Linked DNA regions of Hordeum vulgare: region 2 is linked to region 1. The links are chromatin contacts, called in public Hi-C maps. All regions are on one chromosome and are shown on one strand. The core of a region is the stretch at or near the end of the contact, and the rest is flanking DNA. Distances in the headings are between cores, read along the strand shown. Region 1 holds the start of LOC123399336 (E3 ubiquitin-protein ligase UPL5). Region 2 has its middle 14 kb from the start of LOC123395805.

Evidence for each region. Hi-C and Micro-C count contacts between places; a contact is called where the count stands out from the background.
Region 2: a Hi-C map of leaf shows a contact between it and region 1, with 2.0 times the contacts expected there. The contact joins the enhancer-like site here to the promoter of LOC123399336 in region 1. A contact is called at or near these places in 2 of 6 Hi-C or Micro-C datasets (both in leaf).

What each region holds. Positions count from the first base shown.
Region 1 is chr5H:476,256,259-476,264,076 of MorexV3_pseudomolecules_assembly, reverse strand. LOC123399336 (E3 ubiquitin-protein ligase UPL5) reads left to right here and starts at 3,404. Exons shown (of 3, transcript XM_045093753.1): 1 at 3,404-5,319; 2 at 7,809-7,818. The coding sequence starts at 3,573.
Region 2 is chr5H:476,305,154-476,312,971 of MorexV3_pseudomolecules_assembly, reverse strand. No RefSeq gene overlaps it. Among protein-coding and RNA genes, the nearest start is that of LOC123395805, 14 kb to the left of the region's middle. Within about 2 kb of position 4,846, at least 2 of the 3 cell types and tissues checked have open chromatin away from gene starts, as enhancers often do. A contact at or near this core is called in leaf, where this site is marked.

The sequences.
Region 1 (7,818 bases), core at 2,155-4,654:
CATGCATACCTACACACATGTCGACAAGGGCCACCGCCCCCTCCCCTGCCCCACAACAAAGTTTGGACACAATTGTGAAGACTTTTTAGGGGATCATTAGATCACAAAAATCAGAGTACTTTTGCCTCCCTAGAAATTCATATTTTGTGTTTTGCTCCCTTGGCCAACCTTGTCAAAGACCTACACTTATTTACATGTGTGATGTTTACAAAATGCAAAGTAACCAACTTGTGAATGTTGTTGATCATATCATGTTAAAATCTTAGAGATGGGAGTAAGAACGGATCCATGGAAGAAGATGTGTGGCTTGTCGTGTAAAGAATAGATCGACGAGGGGAAATGAAAGGAGCAAGAGTTCCTTGGCCTGGTGATCAAAGATTTAGATGGAAAATTGATAAGGGTGCATGCTATCTAGTAGCGATTCAGTGCTCACGTTATGGAGGCATATGCCATCAGATATGGTCTCCTGCTTGTTCGAGATATGGGATATAGAAGGATATGCGTGGAAAATGATGCTAAAGATTTGGTCACAATTTTCAAGTGTGAGGATTCAGAAAGATCATCTATCGCAACTGTTTGGCACGAAATCAAAGAGCCTATGGAAGGGTTTACTAGTTGTGTGTTGTGTTTTGAGCGAAGGAAAGCTAATGAAGTGGCCCATCGATGCGCCAAACAAGGCACATATGATTGGAGGAGATGTATCTCGATATACTCCATTTGTCCGGAAATATTTGTCGGATAAATGAATAAAAATGGATGTATACAAAACTAAAATACATCTAGATACATCCATTTCTCCAATAAATATTTCTGGATGGAGGAAGTATTATATTCCCACCTTCATCACTAATTGTACTCAAACTCATTGTAACCCCTCCTATTTGAGTAACTAGCTAATTGCTTGTGCGTGGCAACGAAGGCATACACATTCTAGTGGTTCGCCACCAATCATATTTGATATTTGGGAAAATTTATTTTATAGCCCTAGTTGTGTCCCACTCGGCACTTTTTCCCCTAGTTTTCAAAAACCCTCGGTTTTGTCCAAGTCCATTTGCTTCTCTTATAGTTTTCCCCTTCCATCACGTTTCCATCCAGTTAATGTCGTTTGACCGTGTGTTGACCATATGTGGACATTTTGGTAGACCATTTTGCCCCTGCTTCCTCAATCTCTTGAGGGACACTGCTAAGTGGGACCAATCAGTGACAAAACCATCTCTCTTTCTTCCAACTTGTGGGGCCCATAACTGAACAAATATGCCATGTTGTACACATTACAGTAATTTTGCATAACTTTTTCATGCAATAATTGACACACCATAAACTAATTAAAATAGCAGTAACACCAATCGATACTTAAGGTCGTTATCTCGAATATAAGTAAACATTAGTACAGTTTCTAGTTAAATATACTAGCTAATTACATTGGTCAAGTGTTAAAAAATTGCAGTACGTCAATGATTAGAGGATGCCCTTTGTAGTACGAGGATGAGCTCGCTGGAGCTCACCAAATCGACCTCGTTGGAGGAGAGAAGGAGGATGAGCTCGCTGGAGCTCACCAAATCCACCTCATTACAACACAGAAGGAGGATGAGCTCGCCGGAGCTCACCAAATCGACCTCGTCGAAGGAGAGAAGGAGGATGAGCTAGCCGGAGCTCACCAAATCCACCTCATCACAACATAGAAGGAGTATGCGCTCACTGGCGCCATTGGTGATGATTCCATGGCAGATCGCGTCGGATACCATGGCATGCACGTACCGTGGTGGAGCAGAGCTCGACCTTGGCCACCACCGTTGCGGCGTGGAAGGAGGCCTGAGGGAGGAGCGCCATCGTCCTCCCCCATGGATCTGGATCAAGAGATAGACCTCAATGGGCGGCGGCCTGGTGCCTTTGGTGTTGCCCCTTGCTCCTGCCGGGGAAGAGAAAAGGGGAGGGTGAGATCAACAGAGAGAAATCGAGAAAGAAAGGGAGAGGGAAGGAGGGGAGAAAGGAGCATAGGCAGGGCTGGGCTGGTGCTCTAGCTTCCGACCATCGCCGCTGTAGCCTCCAGTGGCCTCCCCCACTAACGAGATATGTGGTGCCGCCGTCGTCGGGAACCCTGCTGGCCTCTCCCGAGAATATCCCCGCAGTGGGGAGGCTCGTACCTCGTGCCGCCCCTACCTCTGCCCGGATCCGGCGTCGGCCGGCCAGATCCGGCCGCCCCCGCAGCCTCTCGTCAGCCTCCGCCCCTTCGGCCCTATCGTCGTGGCCATGGTGCCACCGCCCTGGCGTGGCCACCGACTGGGACGCCGACGTGGTTGGTCACGTCGTGGCCTGCTCGAACCGTGATGGCGAAGCACTGTGCGCGAGGAAGGGGATAGTATTTGAGAGAGAAGGGGAGGGCATCTGGACTAGGGTTTGACTCACGGGAGAGAAAAAAAGTGAAGAAGCAGGGGCAAAATAGTCCAACAAAAAGTCCACACACGGTCAAACGACACTAGGACGGAACCGTGACGAAAGAGTAAAAACATATGATGAGAAAAGTGGTTTGGACAAAAACGAGGTTTTTTCAAAACTAGGAGCAAACCTACCGAGTGTGACACAACTAAGGGCATGTAATTAATTATCCCTTGATATGTACCTTACGCCCACCATATTCTAAATTTTCAGTATAAGATTTGAGTCTGGGCATGGGAAGGCAAGGAAAGCTTTGATTTAATTAAGCTTTTGATAAGATTTGGTTTGATTTTGGTCTAGTAGAGAAAGGCAAGAAACGTTTTGATTTAGTTTAGATTTTGGTAAAATTTGGTTTGAGTTGATTGAGTTAATGCAGGAAAAAGACCAATGTAAGAGGGACGCCGATGAGGTAAGGTGAAGGTACCCATTCCCTTTACTAGTATACTCCCTTTGATTATATTGTTGATCAATACGGACTATAGACTGAGACGGATTGAAACGAGTGAATAGACACATTAAAACATGTTTTATATAGATCCGGTTTAGGACTGTAATACTTTCTCTGTCAAAATTACTTGTCATATAAATGTATAAAAATGAATGCATCTAAAAACTAAAATACATATAGATAAATTCATTTCTATGACAAATATTTTCCGACGATACTTGCCACACAAATATATAAAAATTGATGCGTGTAAAATTAAAACACATCTGGATACATTGATTTCTATAACAGGTATTTTCGGACGAAGGGAGTAACAATTTTAGCCGCAAACGATGGCTAGTGGCTAGGTTTGTTGTAGGTTTATGCAGGAGCGTGAGTCATTTGGAGACAAAAGAGGTCGAAAGAAGGGATGAAACGAAAGAGAAAAGGGAGAAGGAAAAGGCCAAGGGAAAACGCCGAGGGCGATCACCAAAGCGGACCGGGTGCAGAGGAGGTCTGACCCGAACAACAGAGCAGGGGAGAGTAGAAGGGAAGGGAACGGAACGGAAGAGAAGAGGGGTTGTTTACTCATATCATCATACACTCCCCCACAATTCCCCTCCCCTCTCCGCGTCGTCCTCCTTCCCCCAATTTCCGCTGAAAAACCCTCCCCGATTCCCCCCCGCCCTCCGATGGTCCTGATCTAAGCATGTACCGCCGCCACGCCAAGCGCCGCCGCGAAGCCCCCGATCATGCCCTCCCGGCCTCCTCCAAGGCGCCCGTCATGACCGCCGCCCACTCCGCCGCCTCCTCCTCCTCCGCCGCCGGCGGCGCGGCGGCGGGCGCCTCCTCCTCCTCCTCCTCCTCCTCCTCCCCCTTCTACGCGCCGCCCCCGCCCCCGCCCCGCCGCCTCCACTTCTTCGTGCGCGCCACCGACTCCAAGACCATCGCGATACACGCGGCGGCGGACGACACCGTCGCCGCCGTGCTCTCCCACCTCGCCGACTGCGGCTACGGCCGCGACCTGCGCCTCCTCTACGCCGGCCGCCAGCTCCAGCCGGAGGCCACCGTCGCCTCCCTCGGCCTCGCGCCCGACTCCACCCTCCACCTCGCCGCCCGCCTCCGCTCCACCCCGCACCCCAAGGCCTGGCAGCTCGCCTCCCACATCGCCGCCACCGCCGCCTCCGGGGTCGCCGGCGCCGACACCGCCCACTCCCTCGACGACCTCGTCAAGGAGTTCATCGCCTGCTGCGACCCCGGCAACCAGCAGAACCGCAACGATCGCAAGGCCAAGGGCGACGCCGGCAGCACCGAGCACCAGGCCCAGGAGTACCTCGACATCTTCCTCCAGTCCGGCGCCGCCATCGCGCTCGTTCGCCTCTACCTCTCGGATTTCACCTTCTCCCGCTCCTTCGCCGAGCGCGCCATCAGGTGCTTCCTCAGCACCGACCCTGCCACCCTGCCGCCTAATGTCATGCTCGTCACCGCGCCCGTGCTGCTCGAGTTCTGCCGCCTGCTTGCGCTCACCTCGGGCAATAAGGATTCCCTCTACAAGTCATGCCGGTACACACTTGCATCCGTGCTCTGCGTGCCACTCCCGGTGGTCCCTGCCTCCAAATCGCCTACCAAGGCCATCGAGCAGGTCCTCCCGTTTGCCAGAGAAATCGTTGAATTGGTCCTCAATGGACTTGGATCAGAGACCATGTTGGTGCCAAGGACAGACCTTGAGGAGCTCTCAAACTTCTTCAAAGTCTTGCGCCAGCAGGTACTCCTTTGGATGCCTGACGGCCCAATGCCAAAGAACATGTACAGCAGGGAGTGTAAGCGTACCGACACATGGGTGTGGGAGTTGCACGAAATGTCCATGAACCTGCTGAAAAGGGTGGATGAGTGTCTCAAGAGGTTGGAAATGGATCTTTCATCTTTCTCATCTGACACCAGGGGGGTCATAGAAAATCAACCCATCTGGGCCACCCGACTACATATCCTTGCCATATTGACAGAACTGGATTTCATCTCAGGGATATTCGAGGATGTTGCACACCACCTGCGGTTCGTGTTGCTGGCACACAATGCGCCTCTCAATGCGCTCGTGCGCTGTTCCAAGAGGAACGAGCATCTCCAGTGGCTCATGAAGCATAAGGATCTGCTCTGCTTCGAAGCAAGAAGGAATTTGGTCTTAATGTTGTTTTCTGAGGGGAAGGATGACTATGGGGAGCTGCATGAGATGTTGATCGACCGGTCTCGTTTACTGGATGAGTCCTTTGAGTACATCACACAGGCAAAACCCAGCGAGCTTCACAGTGGTCTGTTTATGGAGTTTAAGAATGAAGAGGCTACTGGTCCTGGTGTTCTGAGGGAGTGGTTCTGCATGGTGTCTCAAGCTCTGTTCAGCCCACAGCAAGTACTCTTCTTGCCTTGTCCTAATGATCAGCGGAGGTTCTACTTGAATGGAAGTAAGTTCTCTCGGTATTAACTTACCACTTTATATCCAGTTCTATACTTATATTGGTAATTTGGTACGGCATTTTGACTGAACAACTCGGAAATCTGAATTGGATAAGCTGATGAGTGTACCTCGCTTGCTGACCCAGTTTTTTTTTTCTACATGTGTGGTATAATAAATAACTGCATATCTTCTTAGTGGGATATATAGGATCGGTTCATCTGAATCTTCTATGACACGGTGCATGTTTCTTCTTGAAACTCTCATATATATGATTGCCCACTACATACAGACTCTGCAACTGGTTTTGATGAATGTAGGTTCATTGCCCAGTAGTATAAGCTAACAAAAGAAAAATTGTAGTTTGCTCTATTGTCGGATGTTCTGCAAGTGGCACGTTCTTCTCAATTTAAAAGAACTAATGATTGCAAAATGCATTTGTTTTGATCAGTATGTTGAAACATCCACTTAGTATTTTGAAATGAATTTAACTGTTGAAGATCTGCAAATCATATGGCTGCTTATGGGGCTATACTTTCATTTGCACACAAATAAAGGATGGTTGTTTTATTAGTTACAGTGTGTACTTATAGTACTAGTTGGCAGGCACAATGTTACCAATCTAACATGCTCTACAAAACCAAAGCTGGGATATTGTAGTCTTGCCTTTACTTATCTGCTTGGTTGAGTATATTAAGCCTAAGGAGATGTTTCACTAACTTTTTGTGTGTCTATGCCTGTTACACACTCTGGTTATCATATGTATGTGCTGGTACAAGTTATTCTGAATACGGCACGCATGTTGGGTGTGAGGATGTCCATATAGGGGTTAGGCTGTAGGCATTTTTTTTTGTAAATTTGTTGTGGCTACCCTTTGTTTCTGTTTGCAATCCAAACAATGGCTTGTTCATAGCTCACAAGTAGCCTTTTTTAATATGCAATGAAGAGATACTTGGTCTAAAGAAAAATATGGTCGATTGAACTTTATTTTTATCTGCACAAGTTTAAAACTTGAGATAAAATCTATAATCCCTTTTATTCACATACCCTATTTGCTTTGATTAGTAGGCTGCAATTAAAAATCGTACCAAGAGGCAGATTATACATTCTGCTCTCCAGCTTGAACCTTGCACGGTGGCTCCCAGTGGTTCTGTTAGGAATACTCTATTACATGTTGATATCCATTTGAAATTGTGTGAAATAACACTAACCATATCAATTATTGCGGATCTGTCCCAAGTCTCTGAAAACTATTTTTTCATATGATTTACAAACTTCTTATATAGAGGAATGCTAAAGCGTTTGTAGTGAGTTAACTACCCTTTTGCCTAAATACAGTGATAATTTCACATTGCATTCGAACAAATATAAATTTGATAATCTGGTTAGCCTAGTACTCCCTCTGTAAAGAAATGACGGTCTTATATTTCTTTACAGAGGGAGTAGCAACCAAACTGTCTACCCTGTAGGCATATAGTAGCACATTTATTTTCAGAAAGGCAAAATACCACTTTATGCCTTCAACCTATTTCCATCTGGGTGATCAAGGAGTTAATGCTGCTGATGTGAGCTCCTCAGGCTGATTTGTTCAGTTTTTTTTTTTTTTACCCATAAACTACCCCTTTTAGCTTAGCTGACTTGGCCATTTTGCTTACATGGTTAACAATTGGCAGCACAAATACAGAGAGTTGTTAATATTGAATGCTAACTATTGCTCAAACTTTAAACATGTTTTTGAGATATTTCTTCTACCGATATTAGGTCTTTGTGTTCACACTTTTTCTGCTAAAGGACAGACCCAGTGCATAGAAGCTCCCACACAAGGTGGGGTTTGGGGAGGGATTATAGGAACCTAGTCTTACCCCTGTTACAGCGCAATGCAGAGAGGCTGGTTCGAACCCACTGCGCCAGTGGGGAGTACTTCACCACTGCGCCAGGCCTGCCCTCTACACTTTTTCTGCTAATTTACTGTTTTTTTGTGGAAACTTAGTTAATAACATTCAGAAGCCCCAATAAACCTTCTGAAAATTCAGATACTCATTTGCTCAAATAACGCCCATATAAAAGACGTAGTAGTTGTAAGGGTCTAACTAGATATTCTTTAGCAGTGGCTTAATTAGAGCAAAAACAAACAGTGGATGCTGTAATTACCAATCAGTTTTGGGGAGCTTAATTGCAGATACTGGACAGTTCATGGCTCAAATCAACAAATTGGTAGTTGGAGGAGGCTTTCTCTTTCTTTGGGCAGAAAGTTGGAAGAGCCTTGATTGACAAGCTGAAACAGTTAGGGGCTTATTGTGCAATTTTCCTTTTTGAAATAAACATCACATCAAACTATACTTAATTCTAGTTATTCGAGCAAATGAGCAATCTTCCGTCTTTTTTCTACTTAAATGTGGTTCTTATGCATTCAATATTGATGAGACAAGTTATCTGCGCAAACCAAACTGGTGCTGATTGGATATCTTCTAACTTTTGGTACTTATCTGTGCTTTGCAGCATCTGTTGT
Region 2 (7,818 bases), core at 3,597-6,096, 47 kb before region 1:
TAGTTCGGCCTAATTTGAATTTACTATTGCCACTTTATCGTTTTTATATTATTTGTTAGGCTATTGGTTTGATGGTTGTGTGCATTTTAAAAATCGAATGTCACTCTTTATACTTTGTATTCACTCAATATTACATTTTAAGTTAATAAAAAACGTCTTTTCTCAAAAGAAGACAGGAAATGATAAGTGTCCCACATCACGTGCGTGGCACTTCAATCCTGATTGCCATTTTGTATAATTAAAGTTGTCATTCCCACGTCACAAACTTGCCCTAAAACATATTCAGAATTATCATGTGTCTGTGCCACACGTTAGGTACTTATCAGGATCTATTTCTGTATATTATTAATTTTTTGAGCTAAGGTTCCGTTTTTATAGGGTAACAGACTTTAGATCGGTTGTCCCATTTAGAGCTAGTTACATGCTGAGGGATCATGGTTTGTCAACCAGTTTTCTATCTCCATAGTTTTTTTGTATGGTATTTATTTTTGTGTTTTTTCCATTTCTAACTTTTTTCTATATTTTATTTTTTTTACAAATTTCTAAATTGTTTGTGCTTTTAGAAAATGAAAATTTTATACATTTTTTGTGTTTTGAAAAAATGTTCAAAAAATAATATTTGTTCATTTTTCGATGAAATAATTTAATTTTAAAGAAAATGTAATTTTATTAGTTTTCGATTTTTTTTGAAATAACTATTCACATTTTTCAGAAAAGCGCGCTTTCCAAGAAAAATTACAAGATGTTTTCGTGTTTTCCAAAATATATTCACAAATTTTAATAATATCAGTGTTTTGTAAAAAAAATCAAAATTTCAAAAAACGAAGCACTTTTTAAAAACAATTTTTTAGGGTTTTTCCGCGGAAAAAGGAATGTTAAAGAAGCGCGTAGTCAGTCCGCTGCAAAGCTATCTAGCTACAGTAGTCTGATAGCTGGTCCAGTCGAAGCACTCGCCGTGTCGCAGGCCGGCTGTAGTGGCGAGTAACGGTGGCTCCTATACGGCGCGTAAGGCAGCACAGAGCCACCGTGCGCGCAACCCCCTGGCGCGCTGGAATCTACAGTATGAACCATCTCTCAACCTGGGTTTCTTTTTTGACTTTTTGTTGTTCCCGCTTTCTTTTATTATTTTCTTTTTTATCATTTCAGTTTTTTCATACTTTTATTGTTTACTTATTCAATCTTTATTTGAAAATTCGCGAACATTATTCTGTTCATCAGATTAAAAAAATCAACCACGTAATTTTTTTGATCGGATTTAAATTTTGTTCATAGAATTTAGAAATTGTTCATCATATTAAAAAAATTCTAATATTAAAAAAATGTTCGTCAAAATCTAAATTGGTGCGTAAGTTTTTTAAAATGTTCATCAAATTCAAAATTTGGACACAAACGTTTTCAAAAATGTTCATCGAATGCAAAATTTGTTAATCAAATAATTTTAAATGAGTGAAAGATGTTCTTGAGTAGAAAAATTCATCAAGTTCAAAAAATGTTCATCCATTAATTTTGAATTAGCGAGCATTTGTTTTGGAATGTATGCACATTTTTGAATACGAGAGACAAATAGGCGCGCGCCAGCGTAAATGGTCCTGGGCCAACAGCAAAAGACGAGTGTCATAAGCTGGTATTTGCTCCTCAAGTTTTTTTTTTGTTTTCTTACTTTTACTTATATTCTGAAATAATTTAAATATGTATAAAAAATTGGATTTACTTAAAATTTTAAAAACCATTGACCGCATATTTTTAAAATGTTACTACAGTATAGGAATATTGTTGGTGCAGTTTTTAAAGTATGTTCTTGTCATTCAAAAATATGTTCATGAAACTGAAAAATGTTCAAATAGTACAAAACAAATGTTCGTTACAGGGTTGTGATCCCAGAGATGCCCAACTTCTTTTTCAGGGAATGATGTATCTATCGACTGGATGGAATAGACAGCCTAGCAATCGATCACACACGACTGCATTGGTGCGGGTTCACGCTGACGTGAGCGTCCCTGGTTGACCAGATGAACACTGGAAAAAAGAATATCCATGTGTGTGTGCTGCTGCTAAATTGCTGGCTGTGTGTGCATGCGTGTGTGTGTCTTTAAGGGGAGTGTGTGTGCGCGTAATGCTGCTGCTAAATTACTTTGTAGTGGGATTATAAAAGGAGAGAGAGAAAGAGAACTATGTATAAAGGAATGTGTAGACATAGAGGAGAGTATAGTTTTATAGACCAAGTTTTATGAGAATGGACGTTTGGAGGCCGAGCTCCATGGAGCTTGAAATTTTTGAAAAAATCAAATTTCAATCTTTTTTGGTTTCAAAAGAATCTGAAAAAATATGCAAGTAAAGAAGGATGTTATGTGTATGTGTGTAGAGTTTAAGAATGAATTACCTTAAAATACGATCTGCACAAAATAGACAAATTCATGACCTGGGACTATAAATAGTATCATGTGTTAAAAAGCTGTGGATTTGTCTTTTCTGTACAGACCTCATTTGAACGTTTTTTTTCTAAAAATTTACATACATGTGTGTTACGCATTGACTTATCTCTGTATTTTCCTTAAAAATTTGAAATGTAAAAATATGAATTTTAATGTATTTTGGATTTCAAATTTAAAGGCCACCATAGAGGCCCAGCTCCAAAAAACAATTTCCGATGTTTTATTGTCTTTCACATTATCACACACAAATAAGTAGCGGTGTTGTGGGCCTAGCTCAGTTCAGGCACGGATCCAAGGGGGGAAGAGACCACCTCCCCCCCCCCAACGATCACGTTGCCCAGTGTTAACTATTAGGCAGATCGCAATTAGCGATTCCTTTTTGCTCGATCTGCCCCCCCCCCCCCATGTTTTTTTAGCGGATACAAAGTGAAGCTCCTAAGGGACCCATCCCCAGCCCATGTACAACTAAAACCTAGGAAAGTAAAAAGGGCCCACTGTCAAACGTGAAACCCAGTAGAAGCACGCACACAGCCCATTTGTTTCCTGACAGCTCGATCAATAGATTTGACCGCAGCATCACCCAGATCGTGGCTTCGTGCAATGTTTCTATCCATCATCCGCTTGAGTCTCCGCCTACAGCCGCCGGGAGAAATTTTCCCCTGCCTCCAAGCAAAGATCAGGGCTGATTGAGGTTTAGCATGACTGCATAGGTTCAGGTTAACCCTTACTCTATTGCTTCATCTCTTTCTTTTTATTTCGTTTAAATCTTTACGGCTGTACCATTAAAATCCTACAAGGATTACAAGTTAATTAGGAATTTCTTGATTGTTTAGTTATGTTTGTATGGATATGAAGAGGAAGAGAACACTGAAAAGGAGTTGCTTATGTGCTATTTACGTCCAAAGCTTGAGGCCTGCAATCCCCAATCTATCATATCACGGTCACCCAACATATACAGGATTAGGGAAAGCACCACCACCAAGAACGACCAGGGATCTGACGACGTACCACATCCTATAATATTCCTATATGATAAGTCCACTGTCACAATTATCCTTAGATTCAAATCGTAGTTTTTTTTGTCTAAAAGTTCTAGTACTATTTGATTTGGAATCACGTAGTTCTAGTACCATACACTAAAATTTTCTATATAGCTAACTTGAGAAGCATTTTGTATTGAAAAAAATTAAAAAAATCTAGTACTTTTGTAGTGTTTACACCAGTGAAAGCATGAGTTCAGACTTATGCCTTTTGCACACTTTTAAATTGTGGAACTCGCCCCCCCCTATACCAAATTCCTGGCTCCGTCCCTGGCTCAGTTACTACATCTGCAGATATAGGAGTTAGCAAATACTTCTTCCGTAAATTAATAGAAAAGCATTTAAAATACTATTTTAATAATCTAAACAGTCTTATTTTAGTTTATAGAGGGAGTACTTATTTATTTGTGTCGTTTTTATTTAAGCTGTGGCGAGCTTGGATTGGGAAGATCGAGAGGCTGACTGGCTGAGCTACTCGATGAAGGAAGAACGCAGTAAAAAAAGGAGTTGCCAATACCATCTCATGTGTATGTCCTCACTGAAATGGAAGACTATTTATTATAGATGAATAAGAAAAACTACAGAGAGCACCACCACACTAGAAGACATGCCGGCAAAAGTTTTGGGCTCAAAAATTCTCGCAAGTTTTTTTAACTCTATTTTATCCATACATCCTGACTTTTACATTTTACACATTCGATTATTCCTTTGCAACGCACATGCATATGCTAGTTTAAAAAAATATAAGAAAAGCTATTGTAGTCGGTCTGCTACAAAATTTATCCAGCTACAGTATTCTAATAGTTGTTGTAGTCGGTCCGCTACCAAAAAATATAAGACAAATTTATCCAGCTACAATATTGTTGTCATGGTCGGTCCAATCAAAGCAGGGGATGTATCTGGTGTACCGGGGCAATTGGTGCTACCGGTGCACCAGACCATCATTACACATTTTAAGATGTTTGAAAAGTTTCGAAAAAAATCAATGCATCTACATAACATCATTGTATGTTGTCACAAAAAAATCAAATCAAAATTATTAACATTGCTCAAGATATAAAAATGACAAATTCGGCATCAATGTACTAATGGGCCAAACCTGGAGCCCAACTTGTGTTATGTATTATTTAGTATCGAATTTGTTATTTTTCTATCTCAAGTGATGTTTCGAATATTGTTTTGAATTTTGTGACAGCGTATATTAATGTTGTGTCAATGCATTAAATTTTTGTTGGATTTTTTCGAATATTTTAAAATATGTAACGGTGGTCTGGTGCACCGGTAGCACCAGTTGCACCGGTTCACCGGACACAGTCCCGAGCAGAGCATCCTGTGTGGGAGTCGGACGGTACGCCGTGGTGAATCTTTCTTTTGCATGTAGCGAGTCGACAGGCGTGCGCAGGCCTAAGTGGGCCAGACCCATCATCATGAAACTTGCGTCCCAAGCTGTGTGTTTTGTTCTTCATGTTTTTTTTATTTCTTACTTTTGTTTATATTCTGAAATGATTTAAGTTTGTACAGAAAATTGATGACTTTACTTAAAGTTTTAAAAATCATTGACCCTATCTTTAATAAAAGGTTACTACAATATAAAAATGATGTTCACCTAGTTTTTAAGATATGTTTGTATCTTTCAAAAATATGTTCATGAAATAGGAAAAATGTTCAAGTAGTACAAATAATTGTCCATTACATTTATCAAATCTCTCCCTAATAATAAAGTACGCAGTGCTTCTTCCGTCTGTCATGGTCGTTTTGCAAAAAAAAACTTGAAGTTTCCCAAAATCAACCCACAGTCCAGATTTAAGTGAGAGATGAATCGTTTTTTTCGTTTTTACAGGAAACCCCATGTGCTTTTTCGAAATCAACCCGCAGTACATAACACAGTGAGAGAACGAATCGTTTTCTGAATTTTTTGTAGAAACCTCCTTTAGTTTCATAAAATAAACCCGCAGTACATACTTGAGTAAAAAAAACCAATCATTTTCCGTATGTTTTCGAAAACACTCCTACAATTTTAAATTAATTAATCTGTAGTTAAATTATAAGTGCAAAATACTTTAAAAAAATATATCTTTTAAACAGTAACTCCAATTTTACATTATTATATATGAAATTTTATTAGAAAAATATGTAAAATCTGAATATAATGTTAGTTTATCTATTAATTTTTTAAAATTCTGTTTATAATGTAGTTTAAATCAATAGTGATGCGCACAATTTAAATATAATATAATTTTATTTATTTAATAATTTTTAAATAATATTTATGCTGTAATTTTAATCAATAGCGTACAATCCATTTTTCATAACGAGGCCGATCCATGTTGTTAATTAATCCGTGGTCCAATTATAATTAACAAATACTATAAACAATTATATCTTCTAAACTGTAACTCTAATTTTAAATTATTACATATGAACTTTCATTCAAAAAATGTGTTGAATCGAAATCTAATATATCTTACCTATTTAATTTTTAAATTTCTAGTTATAATGTAATTTGAATCTATAGTGATGTGTATAATCTAAATATGATGTTATTTTACTTATTTAACATTCTTTAAATTCTATTTATGCAGTAAGTTTAAATAAAGATCTCAAGTCATGATTATTAGGTTAAGACGTGTTGTATGGTTTGCTTCCATTGCAACGCACGGGCTCTTTTGCTAGTGTTTATAAAATGTAAGAAAGCACGTAATATTAGTACCATTCAAAACAACGTTCGTGATATTTGAAATAAATATTCATGTGGTCCAAAAATATGTTTGCTATATTTCTAAAACATGATATTCAATGTAAGGAAGAATATTCACGTAGTTTTAAAAACAGTTTCATACCATTCAAAAAGCTGGTAAGCGTATACTTGAAAAATGTTTAACATATATTCAAAAATAATAATTCATTATGTATTTGAAAGATCTTTACCATCTAACAATAAATCTTCCACATGTATACAGAAAATGTACAACATGTATGAAAAAAAGGTCAGCGTGTCTTTGGAAATTTAATATTGAAAAAGAAAAAAATCACACTGGCTGTTTCACGCGAAGAAACACATAAATTTAAAAAAAGCTCACAAAAACATAGAAAAAACATGCAAAACCCCAAAAATAAAACTGAAAAACACAAGCAAGAGCTCCACATATACCTACCTCTATTCCTGCCCCGTCTCTTAACTTTGCGAGATCCGCTATGTTAGCACCCCTGCACACTCAAAATTGACAGGATTCTCGTTCGAATGAGATGACAGGTTTATGTGGGCTCCGATGGCGATGCCTAGAGGATATCCTCACCTCCAATAGGGGGGCTAGTTGAACTTTTTATCTCGTTTATTGCAAGACACAAGATCTCCTCATCTCCAACGCCTAGTTAGATGGGCTAGGCCATCCCACGAGTCAGGCATGCATCTGGCCGGATCTAACGCATCTACATACATTTTCCTCTCAATTATTTTCATTCTTAATATTTTTTATAAATTATATAAAAAATATATATTAAAAATGCTAATATTTATTTACAAATTTGTCCACCCATCTTAAAAAAATAACATTTAATAAATGTTCATGCATTTATAAAAATGTTCGTATCATTCCACAAAAAAGTGAATTTTATGCCATTGTCCATGAAATTTAAAAAAGTGAACTATGTTTGATACTTTCTAAAAATACAATGTCATATAAATCATGCCCGTTCCTTATAAAAAATAGTGCATATGCTTTAGGAATGTCTCGTGGAAAATATAATTTTAAAGAATGGATTATAATAATGCTAAAATTTTATTTTAGAAAATTTCAACGTGTATATGAAAAATGTTCAACATGTATTAGAAATACTCAATGCGTGTTTAATAATATTAGATGTTCAACTTTTGTAAGTGTTATGTGTATTTAAAAATAATATTCATGAAAAGTACAAACTTGTTAGTAGAAGTTTCTAAGAATGCTCATGGCATACAAAATAAAATACATGTGCCATTTTAAATATATATTCATAACACTTAAATGTTTTAAAATTAAAATAAATGATTGCACAATCATTTTAAAAAACATCATGACATGTAAAAAATGTCAGTACACTAAAACTGGAAAGATTAAAAATAGAATTCATGAATTCGAAAAAGAATGGAAAAATAAAAATAAAAAAGAAAATTGAACCCACAAATGGATTAAAAAAAGATTGGAAAAAAGAAATAAAAAACAGTTCGAAATTCCCAAAACCTATGCATACTTTAAGGTAGAATCTTCGAAGACCACTTGCACAGGAATATAAATTTACAGGTTCACGGAAAGAACCAACCGCCTTCCTTCAAAGTTCACGAATTAAAAAAAAGCCTTTTTTTTGAG